Linked DNA regions of Mus musculus: region 1 is linked to region 2. A link is a contact called in public HiChIP or PLAC-seq data. All regions are on one chromosome and are shown on one strand. The core of a region is the stretch at or near the end of the contact, and the rest is flanking DNA. Distances in the headings are between cores, read along the strand shown. Region 1 holds the start of Hnf4a (hepatic nuclear factor 4, alpha). Region 2 holds the start of Gdap1l1 (ganglioside-induced differentiation-associated protein 1-like 1).

Region 1 (6,081 bases), core at 211-2,710, 110 kb before region 2:
ATCAAAGGACCTCAAGTTCCAGGCTGGCCTGGGAGTATGTTCTAAGTTTCAAGCCAGCTCAGGAACACATATGCCCTGTATCAAAAACCAAAACCAAAAACAAACAAACAAACAAACAAACAAAACCAGGCTGGGTCTAGTGGGTGCATGCCTTTAAACTTGGCATTTGGGAAGCAGAGGCAGGTGGCACTCTTGTGAGTTTGAGAATAGCCTGGTCTATGTAGTGAGTTTCAGGACAGCTAGAGCTACGTAGAGACCCTCTCTCAAAAAAATAAAACAACCAACCAAACAAAAAGAGTCCTACCAAATTGACACTACACAATCTTGTATACCAGAGAGTGGTGCCCAGTATCACAGGGGCTATATGCACATATCAAAAGCAAAATGCCATGCAGGGCCACCAGGCAGAAAGCACAGGGTATGGCCACATTTACAAGTATGTTAGATCTGTCATCCACATTTACAGACACTATACATACAAATATGTATTCAAACCAAACCAACCAAACAAACAAAACCAAAACCAAACCAAAAACCAAAAACCAAAAGATCCTGGAGACAGAACTACAGACCATTCGACGCATACAGATGAAGCTGGGACACAAACTCAAAAAGGGGAAAAGGCACGCAGCTGTATTGCATTTGCCGTGCCTCTCATACTCTTACAAGGACACCTAGGACCGTACGTGTAAACGCACACCGCTATGTTGGCCTTTTAGACAGGAAGCCCAGAAATTCTACTTTTCTCCTGAACTCCAGTTTCCCAAAGTCTGAAACGCAGCCGTGCCTCCTGTCACAATCACTAGAGACAAGACAGACCTTTTGTAGCTTGCACGTAAAAGGGCCCAGGGGCCCGAAGATAGGGCCATGTTGGACAGGATTGATTTCTGCAGCCACCCGGAGGAAGCTCACTATCACGGCCCCATTTCCTTAACATGGTAATCGGGACAGCCTAAGACCCCCGGGGGCCTAAGTAGGGAGGGTCTGGGGAATTTTTCTGTTGGAAATCCACCTCGGCAGGCCTCGGTCACCCAGAATGCCTCTGGCCACAGTACGACGAAGGCCCATTTGCTTCGCCTGGCAACACCTGTACGAGCCTATAGGACCAACCTACAATTTTCTGCATTTTCCCTCCCATCCCAAAGTCTAGTGCCAAAGACCCGCTCCATACCTCAGTCCAACTGCCCCCACCTACCATTGCCCATGGTCAACACCTGCACATTTTCAAACTCCAGGGTGGTGTAGGCTGGGTCCAGGGCAGCGCTGTAGTCGGCCATATCCATGCCGGCAAGGGTTTTAGAGAGTCGCATTCTCCCCTACCCACGCCTTAGCCCCCTGTCCTGCCCGGCCCAGGATGCCACCCAAGCCCCTGGGCTGAGCCCCAGCCCCCCCCGTCCCCGCCCTCCTCCTGCCTCCTCCCAGGTCCCTTCTCTGCCTTCCTCTCTTTCAAACTGTCCTCTGGGAGACTCAGCCTGGCGTCCTGGCCTAGCCTCTGCAGAGGGTGGAGGCTCTGTGGGGAGGGGTAGGAGTTAATGGTTAATCACCCCCGTTGCTGGGTAGGCTGGGTGGAGCCACGAGGATTTGGCTGTTTGTTGGTTTCTGACTGACACCTGGGGTGCTAATTACAACTGTTGCCCCCCCCCCCACCTCCCGCTCATTAATAGTCACTTACCAATCTTCCAAGGCAGGCACCCAACAGGACTGGCATTGGTTGGACCCCTTGCCTCAGCAGCCCCCAAGTCTCACCAAGGTGGACAACCCAGCTGACATGTTTAGACACTGGCAAGCCTACCACTATGAAGCCCTAAGCCAATCACGTCCCAGATCATTGACTTCTATCCTCAATTTGAGATAAAGCTGTCCTGGGTCGCTTGAACTGGAAACCTAACACCCAAGCCCACACTTGGGTCTTTCGGATCTTGCTGAAGAGGATTCTTCTGGTTCCCTTCTGGTTTGTCACATGCTTTGGGAACCGCTGGGACTCACCCAGCGGTTGGATATCTCTTGGTTGCTCCAGCTGAACCATAGATGGTTTCCTGAAAACACTGAATGCTTGCACAGTGCATACCCCTCCCAGGACAGGCACAGACAAGAGCTGCAGCCCATAGACCTGGGCTTCCGCTCAGGCACCTGCCCCATGAGAACTGTGACACTAAGTAAATGATTCTCCTCCCAAGCCTCAGTTTCCATCTCCTAGACTGCATGGGGCAATCTGAAAGGGTAGTTTGGGTAATACATAAGATCTAAAAATAACTGTCAAGGTGCGTTGGCTAACGCCTCACCCCCAAACCATCATTTTGTCTTGCTATGGAGCCCAAGTTGAGCTCAAATTCTTGACACTCCTGCCTCAGCCTTCCAAGAGCTGGAACTAACAGGAATGTGCCACCATGCCCAACTAATTCCTCTTCTCATTTTAGGGTCCCTCTTCCCTTTTGCCCAAACTAACTTCCTTCCTTCCTTCCTTCCTTCCTTCTTTCCTTCCTTCCTTCCTTCCTTCCTCCCTCCCTCCCTCCCTCCCCCCTCTTTCTTTCTTTCTTTCTTTCTTTCTTTCTTTCTTTCTTTCTTTCTTTCTTTCTTTCTTTTTCTTTTCTTTCTTTTTTTTTTTTTTTTTTTGGTTTTTCGAGACAGGGTTTCTCTGTATAGCCCTGGCTGTCCTGGAACTCACTTTGTAGACCAGGCTGGCCTCGAACTCAGAAATCCGCCTGCCTCTGCCTCCCCGAGTGCTGGGATTAAAGCCATGCGCCACCACGCCCGGCTTTCCGTTTCTTTCTATCCACCTTTTCCCCCTTTTCTCTGCATGGCTCAACATTCATTCCATTCTTTTAAAGGGTTTTTTTAAAAAATACAATATTTGTATGAGTGTTTTGCCTGCATGTATGTCTGTGCACCACATGCATACCTGGTGCCTATGGAGGCCAGAAGAGGGTGTTGGATCCCCTGGAATTGGAGTTACAGACAGTTGTGAGCTGCCATGTGGGTGCTGGGAATTAAACTCTGGTCCTCTGAAAAAGCAGCCAGTGCTCTTAACCACTGAGCCATCTCTCAATCCTACCCCTACCTTTTTTTAGCCTTTAAAACCCTTTTTCTTTAAATGTTCATTTCACTGTCTACATCCTTTATAAGGCTTGACTCTGGGCCTGGGGCACCTGTCCCTTTGTGTAGTCCCCCTCTGTGTTCTCTGCTGACACTTTTGAGACTCCCACTAGCTGGAGAAAGGAAGTCACAGAAGGCCGACTGTGAGGGCAGGACCTTAGGAAGCTTCAGGGCCTGTCTTGCTCAGCTAGTTGAAAGAGCAATTCAGAGGACATGGTAACGACACAGGGCAAGACTGAGAAACAGAGTCTGCTCTGGGATGAGAGAATGAACCAGAAAAGTCAGTGACTAGGAGACCAGGTGAATTACTGAGTGAATGACTGAAACTCATGAATATGTAAAAGGTGAATGAGTGAATGAATGAGTGAGTGAATGAGTGAGTGAATGAGTGAATGAATGAATGAGTGAGTGAGTGAATGAATGAGTGATTGAATGAGTGAATGAGTGAGTGAGTGAGTGAATGAATGAGTGATTGAATGAGTGAGTGAGTGAGTGAGTGAATGAGTGAGTGAGTGAATGAGTGAGTGAATGAATGAGTGATTGAATGAGTGAGTGAGTGAGTGAGCGAGTGAATGAGTGAATGGATGTGTAGATGAGCCTTAACACCATAGTGATACCATCAGATGCCCTGTTTCTGTACTTTATTCTGTCCTTTCCATCCTGTCCCTAGAGACAAGATGGCGGAAGGCAATCATGGAAAAGAAAGATATTAGACTCAGGGGTGAGTGCTGTGAGTTTAGAAACTCTCTGGGGCCCGCAGGATGGCTCGACAGGCAATGAATGGCATTTGCCTTGCAAGCTTGGTGATCTAAGTCAGACCTGGTGTGCCCTGCTTCTGTCATGGACACTCGCACATGATTAAACACAATTTCTATCACTCCTCAAGTGGATTTGTGGTTCTCATTCCTTCTCTGGGCAACTTTCATTACGGTGGGGAAAGATTCCAGGCTCATCCTTTGTTTCTTGGTAGAAGGGAGAGGAAAGATTGGAGCTTGCAACTGACACCTTAAGATCCCTAAAAGGTCTGAGGTTGACTTCGGACCCTTTCAGGCCCATTCTGGTTCCACTTAGCAAAGGGCTGGATTGGGTGGAAAGGGACAGCAGGTGACAAGCCACCCACAGCCACTCTACAGTATTTAGCACATCTGTCCTGCTCCCTGGAAAAGACACAGTTCCACCATTCTCTAAGCGGAGTGTGATCGTTAGCCAGTCAGAGGTTTATTAGGGCAGCAACCTAGTGAGTCTTTTTATGGATGATGATGTAGAATCCACTAAATACAGTCTGTGATGAACTAGGGTTGGCCAGGACACATCACGAATAGACAGAGCTATCAAGAGGAAAAGAGAGCTCAGGTGAGAAGAGTTGCTAGGTACACAAACCCTGGCACACATGGAGTGCTGCAGGCTCCACACCCGTGTCCCACCCTGTCACGACTCACGCACTGCAACCTACTCATTCATGGATCATAAACTGCATAACCGTCTCATTCATAATTCCCTCCACCTTCAGCTGACTCCGAGCAGTACCCTCCCGGCAGCCCTCCTTGGCCTACGGGTGTCACACTTGTGCGCTCTAATGGTCCTGGAGTCTGGGACAAGCAATTTGAAGCTAGTGTTCCTGAACCCACAGAAGGAGAGAACCGACCCCTAAGCATAGTCCTCTGACTTCAGCGAGATCATGCCCACCCTCAATCTACATCTCTATCGCTGTGCCCACCCCATCCCACCTCTCTATCTCTTTCTACCCACAAATAATAAATAGTTTTTTTTTAATTTAAAAACAATAAAAGGGTTCTGGGGAGATGGCTCAGTGGGTAGAGTGCTTGCCACACAAGCCCAAGGACCTGAGTTCAAGTCTTCCTCACCCACATGAAAAACTTGGCATGGCTTATATTGTTTCTAATCTCAGTAAAAGGAGGCAGAGATGGGGGAGGGGAGGGAGGGGATCTCAGGGCTCACAGACCATTCAACCTAAGCAAACAGTGAGCCCCAGGTTCAGTGAGAAGCCCTGTCCACAAGCAAAGCGGAATGTGGTAGAGGAGGGAGGGCACAGATGTCAGATCCACGCACACATACACATACTTATGCATGCTCAACCTACACATACATAGGCACACAGCCGTATAAGCTAAATCACAACATACGGACACACATCATACTAGTATTATTTCTGACCTCAGCAGGCTCAAATCGGGTTATGTATTCAAGATGGGATTTACTGTGTTACCCAACCCGGCCTTGAGTTCCTGGGCTCAAGTTCCCTCTGCCTCAGCCTCCCGAGAGTTGGGGCACAGGCAAGCACCACTTGTCTGGCCATTATACCATACATTCTCTTGACTCCTTAACAACATTAATCTTACAAGACAGCTAGTTACATAGCACTCCTACGGAGGCATATGTAATGTGAAGATGACTGAAAATACAGTGGATGGTGTATAGGTCATACGCAATGCAGCAGTCACTCATATCAAGTACCTGTGAATTTGACTATCTGAGGAGGGTGGGGACCCCCTTATGGATGCCCAGAGATACGGTATGCGATGGTAGTGATTGCCACCATTGGTCGGTAACTCCTGGCTCCCCTGGCCACGTGATCTTTGGGAATTACAACCCCTAGTCTAGGGATCACCTAGGTAGGGCATTTCCCAGTCTCAATGCCATCGGTGTGGAACTTGTTCGTTTCTCTATCCTTTCTCCTTGAGCGGTCAGGCCCCAGCTCAAAGGGTAGCAGCCTCTGGAAGAGACGAATTTAGAGCTCGCCTGGAGACCCAACTCCTTCATCTTGCAGATGGAGACGGAACTTGAGCAGGGAAGAAGATGGTCCAAAGAGGTGGCAGCTAACCAAGAGGTAGGCGGGGAGCTCATAGCCCTGCTGTGAACAGAGGTTTAGGGTCCTGCCACATTGGGCCATCTCCTTCTCCCTTGCTCTTTCTGAGACCGGGTCTCATGTAGCCTAAGCTATCTATGTAGCCAAGGATGACTTTAATT
Region 2 (6,228 bases), core at 3,008-5,507:
ATAAATTCAGGGAGTCCGTGAGTGAGGGCAGGGATGACATGTTCCTTTAGTGACAGAAGTTCCCTGACTGTTATCCCTTCTTTAAGGACGTGGGCAGACAGGTCGGGTGTGGGTGTGGCTTGACAGTTGTTGCAGTTACTCAAAGTATGTGTATACTCACTGGGACTTGAAGAGGACCTGCCTCCAGACTGTGTCAGATAGTGGGCTGGTGCAGAAAGACACGTCATTACATGGAGTGGTGGTATTAAAAATATTCCCATAGATGACCTTGAAAACAACTGGGTCCTTTTCTGCTCTAATTACCCTACCATGGGACGTTATTCAACTGAAAACAGTGTGCTGAGAAGGATCCATGGCTATCTGTGACTGCATCCTGACTCCCAATCATGTTAGGTGCCTTTGGGCCATTGCGAGGATCCTGCTGAACACACAGTAGGTCAGGCTGGTAGGAAGTGCCCAGGAGTTTGAAAGACGAGATAGTTATCCTTTCAGCTCTTGCATGGAATCAGGAGTACTGGTCCCTGGCAGGACCCAGACCTAAGGCTTTTAACTTTGGGGGCTGAAGGCTGGTACAGGGCTCCTCGCAGGCACAGCTGGGACAGGGGAAGGGTCCAAGAGGATGGGGCGAAGGAACCTCTACTCAGATATGTTTCAGGGTGCCAGGATAGCCTGAGACCACTCTCATAGAAATAGCAAGATCATCACCAGGCCACTCTTACATCCGTCTACTGTCCCAAGTGATGTACAGACAGCCTTATGTGAACTAAAGCATACACTCCCTACAGATACTCTGGGATGTGGTACCAGTACCTGTGAATACCCCAACACTGTCACTATCCAAACTTTACAAGAGGAAACAAGCCTAGAGACTATGCATGACCTGGCAAAGCTAGCCAGTAGCAAGTAGCTTAGTTCTGTAAAAAAAAAAAAAAAAAAACCCAAAAAAAAAAACAAAAAACAAAAAAACAAAAAACAAAAAACAAAACAAAAAAAACAAGCTAAAACAAAACAAAATAAACAAACAACCTAGCAGATATAAGGGGGATGGGGAGTGGTGTGTGGGTGTGTGTGTGTGTGTATCTGTGTGTGTATATATAATGTAGAGGACACTGGGATAGGAAAGGCTATTCATTCTGTATGGGGAAGGAGGGATGCTGGCAGGTGGTAGCTGATATATTTTCCTATTGAGGAAACTGAGGTTCAGAGAAGGCCATGGACATATGGGAGCCATACTCATATTCCCAGTAAGCAGTCTTAGCTTCTTCCCAGCCCTGTGGCCTCTGACCACCACCCAGGACAGTGCCTGAGCACTCCGTCAGTGCGCAGTTGTGTAATCAATCAGGAGCTCCATCCATGACCGTGCATGGCATCACTCAGTCCTCACACCCTCAGGTTGAGTTACTAGTGTTGCCCACAAAAGACCAAACAAGGTGAAACCTAGAGAGGTTATGATATCCACAGGGTCTGAGAGGGACAAGGACTGAATGTGTCTCATGTCACAACTGGTGTCTTCATGGCAGTCAGCAATCACAGAGTCCTTGGCACATGCCATGTACTTTCTAGGCAATGCTCAGGAGTTCACATACTGCCTTTACCCCCCAGTTTATCAAATGCATCACTGAGACACAAGAGGCAAAGTAATGTGTGTATATAGTCCTGCTAGTCAGGGGCAGCCCAGCTGGCTAGGCCCAGAGTCTAGACTTTGGGCTCATACATGATCTTGCTGCCCTTAGGATCTACTACAGTCCCCAGTGCCCACAGGGATTGCCATCACTCTCTAAGGTAGGACATTTCTGCAAGTAAGAGCTCAGATACAATCAAGGAGGGGCTTCCCAGAGATTCTGCAGCAAGCTTGGCCTAAGGGCCAAAGGGGAAGATGGAATGCACCCACTGTGTTCCTACTGCACACTAGGCTCTTAACACACACCAGTGTTCTGGAAATCCCCCAGGCAATCTGCAGAGCCCAGAGAAAAGCAAGGCCCTGTTTGCAGGTGAGGATTGAGTCATAGACAGGTGAAGTGACTTGCCCAGAGTCACTCAGAGGATAAACAGCCAAGAGGATATGAACCCAGCCAAATGATTGTCAAACCCATCCTCCTATTCCTGTGTGCTGCTTTCAGGCTGTGTGACTGTACCCTGGTGGAGGAGGCACGAGGATGCCTAGCTAGCTTGAGAGACACTTAGCCTAAAGGAGTGCTGCTGTGAGTAGTCCCTTCCCTAACTCCAGCCCACCTATGCCCCACGCTCAGGCTGAATCGTGAATCTTCCCTGAGAGAGGAGCAGGAGAGTCTCTAGAGGGACAGCAGGGGGATGCCTCCCACTACCACATATTGTATCCCAGTCATCGAGGTCTGCTTCCAGAAGGTTTGCATTGGGAGAGTTCTGGGAACTGGAGGTCAGTCTGACCCATCTTCAAATCCCCAGTGTCGTGTACAACCCAGGACACACTCAGCAAGCAAGTAGGTGCTTGGTAAGCACATGAAAATGCATGGACAGGTCTCAGAGTGACCTTGGCTAGCTTCGACTCTTCTTTATCTAGCAATTTTTATTTTGATGCTGAGATTTGAGTCCAGAGCCTCGTTCACGTTAAGCACAAGCTCTGCTACTGAGCTGATCCCTGTTCCACCCCCTAACACTTTAACAAATCCTCACACCCTTATCAACAGACCCTCCATCCCTTACCAGGCATCAACAGCAACACTCTCTCTACACAATTTCACATCATCCTCACGGTAGCTCCCCTGCAGAAGTGACAATGTTTATTCCACTTTACAGATCAGAGCGCTTAGCCTTTGGAGAGGTAAACCGAGGCATCCAAAGCTTCATAGTGGGCCAGCGAAGAAGATGGTTCTCCCACTGGGCTCTCCCTGGCTAATCTCAGACTCAAGGACTCTAAATTGGGAGACCAAAGAGTGATAGGTAGCCCAACTTTCTCAGTATCACCTAGGTGGGCCTCTAGACTAACAGCCATCTGGGGCAGATTCTGGCAGGCTGTGTCTTAGCCAGGATCATGAAGTGATTTCAAGGCACAGTGGGGTGTGAGTAGAGCCAGCCTGGAGTACTGTTGTGTCACCCCTTAAACAGCCCCTCCAGAAACTCTACTGAGGGGTTCAAGTTCCTGGTGGCTATTATTACCTCTATCACTATCCCATTTTTCAGGTTATAAAACTTAACCTGGACCAAAACACAAATCCAAGTCTTTGTTTTCCCAAGCATTTATCTTCAGCAATACTTGCCGGCCCCCATGTGTAAAATGAAGGCATGGGACAGGGCGGTGGGGAGCTGGGGTAGTCAGGTAACAAACAGCTATGCCTTAGAACGAGTTCTGGGCTCTGGCCATGGTGCTGAACCCACTGGCTACAGACAGGACTGCTACCCAGGCAGGGTGGGAGACTGAGTCCCTTAGAACCACCAGGTATTGGGCGCAGAGCCTAATCTCACTCCTACAAAGCGGAAACCCCGGTGACAGTACTAAGGTGTACTTTCAACTGCCCCTACCCTAGAAAGGAGGGGAGTGTTCTAAGTGGTCTAAGGAGCCAAAGCCGGTCTGTGCCTTTAAGAGCAAAACAAATCTGATGGGCAAGCCAGCTGCTCTGAGGGGATGGGTTAACTCCTTCCTTCTCAGCTCTTGAGAAAGGGTGACGGCGGGAGGAAAGACTTCCTAAGTCCCTGACTGAAGAAGACCCCTGCTAGAACGAGGGCCTCAGAGCTGTGGCCCGAGAGTGTCTGGAACAGTGGATGGGATGAAAGCTGGCCTAAAGTGAGGCTTCCTCTGCTCAGCCCCATCAGGCCGCTTGCCGGCAGGGCAGGTCTGTCCCCGGCCTTTGTCTCTCTGTTCAGGTGTCCCCAGGAGGAAACGAGGCCTAAGGAGATGCTCCTGGCATTGGGGCAGGGCTCTGCGGCCCCTCAGGACAGTTCCCTCCGGGGACCCCCGGTGCTACCTGCCTCTCTCTCCGGTCCCCTCCCAGTCGCCTGTCCGCACCCCGCGCCCGCTCTACCTTCTGCGAGCTGAAGGACTGGGTCCAGTGGTACAGAACCAGGCTCTCCTTGGGCCAATGGGCGGGGCTGGATGCCTCGGGCGCGTCGGGGGTCTCCACCGGCTTGGCTGCATCGCTCTCCAGTGCCGAGATGGGCCACCAGCTGCAGTTGGTGGGGGTCAGGTTGTTGGGGGTCGCCATGACAGCCCGCGATCCGAGGAAGGAGGAAGGAGGCGGCTCGGCAGCGGCTCGCTGGCGCCCAGCATCACATGGCCTCTTCGAGCCTGCCCCTCTTCCTCCTCCCCCTCCCCGCGATGTCATTACTCACTGGGTGCAGGAGGAGGGGCAAGGGGATCCCGGGGCTCTTTCCTCCTCCTCCCAGCTGGAGGTCCTCCCTGAGGGCCCTAGGGAGGGAAGGTTGCAGAAACCCGGGCCAAGCCCCCCAGAGCGCTCACAGTTGGTCAGTCACCTGCCAAAGACTTCACCATAATTACGCATTTGTGCCTCTCAATCTTGCGGAAACACTTCTTAGTTTAGATAAATGGCAGTATAGAGGTCTGTTAACCCTTTTTCACAAGTAGTGTCTGGAGATAGCTTTATTTGAAACTCCATTTTCTGATGTTCCCCTTCCTAAAGGGTTTCCAACAGCAGAAGGGGATGAATTGTAATTTGTTAACCACATCGGCACTTTCTCTCTGCCCAGGCACAGGCACTAAGGGCTTTCCAGCGGTCTACCCCTTTGGCCTGATTTACAGAGGAAGAAAGGGAGGCTCAGAGGAGAAGTGACCTTGCTCAAGGTCATAGAGCTGCTAACTGGTGGAGCTGAGATTCAAACTCAAGGCTGGCTTCATACAGGACGGGACTGGCTCGTGATTCAGCAGTCCTGCAAGCAGCAACTCAAGCTCTTTAAAGGAATCATGTGTCTTAGCTATGTAGACATGACTTTCCCAGGTGAGGAGGGGTACCATTGGTGGGATCCTAGGTGACACCATTACCCTAGGATATGTAGCCAGGTAGGAGTCTGTAGACAGCCCTTGTGCCTCTCCTGTAGGAGATTTTAAATGTTCTTTGGAACTTAGGTAAGGTTACCTAAGCATACCCATGCTTCCCCTGGAAAATATTTTATTAGATATTTATTTATTTGTATGTGTATGGGTGTTTTTGTCTGCATGAATATGTCTGGGTGCCAGATGCATGTCTAGTGCCCTCGGAGGCCAGAAGAGGTGTCAGATCCCCTGGAATTGGAGTTACAGTTGTTAGACACCATGTGGATTTGAACACCAGTCCTCTGGAAGAACAGCCAGTGTTCTTAATAGCTGAGCCACCTCTTCAGTCCCAGAATATGAATGTTATTAATGTCATAATTTACCTTTGAGAAGTGGACCCCGAGATAGTAGTTGAAAAATACAGTTGCTGGCCCCTAAAGAGTGGGAGAAGTTATAAGAAATATATCCTTGGGCAATGTCTGCAAACGTCACAGAATGTACTTATGTAGGCCAATTTTACTAAGAACCCCTGTCTCGTGAGCCCGTTTGTCGAACCCTGCTCTTATGAGTTAGTGTAACTGGGAGAGCAGGCCTCACTGTTTGCTGTTTCGGAGTCCTGGACACTTCACCTCACAGACAGTGTTGAAGACGTGGCTGGTCTTTTTTTTATTTTTATTTTTATTTTTATTTTTATTTTTATTTATTTATTTTTTTCTTCTACTAAAGTAAGCGAACTTCTGTGGAACTTTTTCTTTCCTTTATGCCATGGCTGCCAGGAGCCTGGAGCTGCATTTTTTTCTGAGTCTCATTGTTTAATTGGTCTCCCCAGGTTTTTTATTAGATCGCTTTCCACGAACCAGGCTGAATGGTCCTGTAGCAGCTGTCTGCATGCTGGAGAACCTGGGAGCTCAGAAGCTGCTTAGTCTGTGGGGGTGAAGTTTCAGCACTTCTAACAGGGCTCTGCAGGCCTAGGGAGCTACTAGTCTTTGGATTGGAAGGCCAAAGAAGCTGGGTTCTGTCCCAGTGAAGGATGATGGCGATGGCGGCAGAAGCAGCAGCCAAGTACATGCACTCTCCAGCAGGGCACAAAGGCAGGCAGGCAAAAAGCAGCCCTTCTTTTTCTTTAGATCTTTTTATACTGGGCTATCAATAGGCATAGGTGGTGTCCATAGTAGGGAGGGGGTGGTCTTTCTCCTTCGGTTAATCATTCTAGGAAATACCACTTGGTTTGGTGAGGGTTTCTATTGCTATGATGAAATGCCAAG

The links. HiChIP or PLAC-seq counts read pairs in DNA pulled down with a chosen protein or histone mark.
Region 1: a contact with region 2 is called in an HNF4G HiChIP or PLAC-seq map of pancreatic cancer cells. The contact joins the promoter of Hnf4a here to the promoter of Gdap1l1 in region 2. A contact is called at or near these places in 10 of 39 promoter capture datasets (the 3T3-L1 cell line, 3T3-L1-derived adipocytes, cranial neural crest and 5 more), 2 of 115 datasets of contacts at active chromatin or transcription factors (embryonic stem cells and pancreatic cancer cells) and 3 of 9 other capture datasets (adipose tissue, liver and pancreatic islet).

What each region holds. Positions count from the first base shown.
Region 1 is chr2:163,542,534-163,548,614 of GRCm38.p6, reverse strand. It overlaps Hnf4a (hepatic nuclear factor 4, alpha), which reads right to left and starts at 1,460. Exons shown (of 10, transcript NM_008261.3): 1 at 1,196-1,460. The coding sequence starts at 1,310.
Region 2 is chr2:163,436,496-163,442,723 of GRCm38.p6, reverse strand. Gdap1l1 (ganglioside-induced differentiation-associated protein 1-like 1) reads right to left here and starts at 4,257. Exons shown (of 6, transcript NM_144891.2): 1 at 3,999-4,257. The coding sequence starts at 4,178.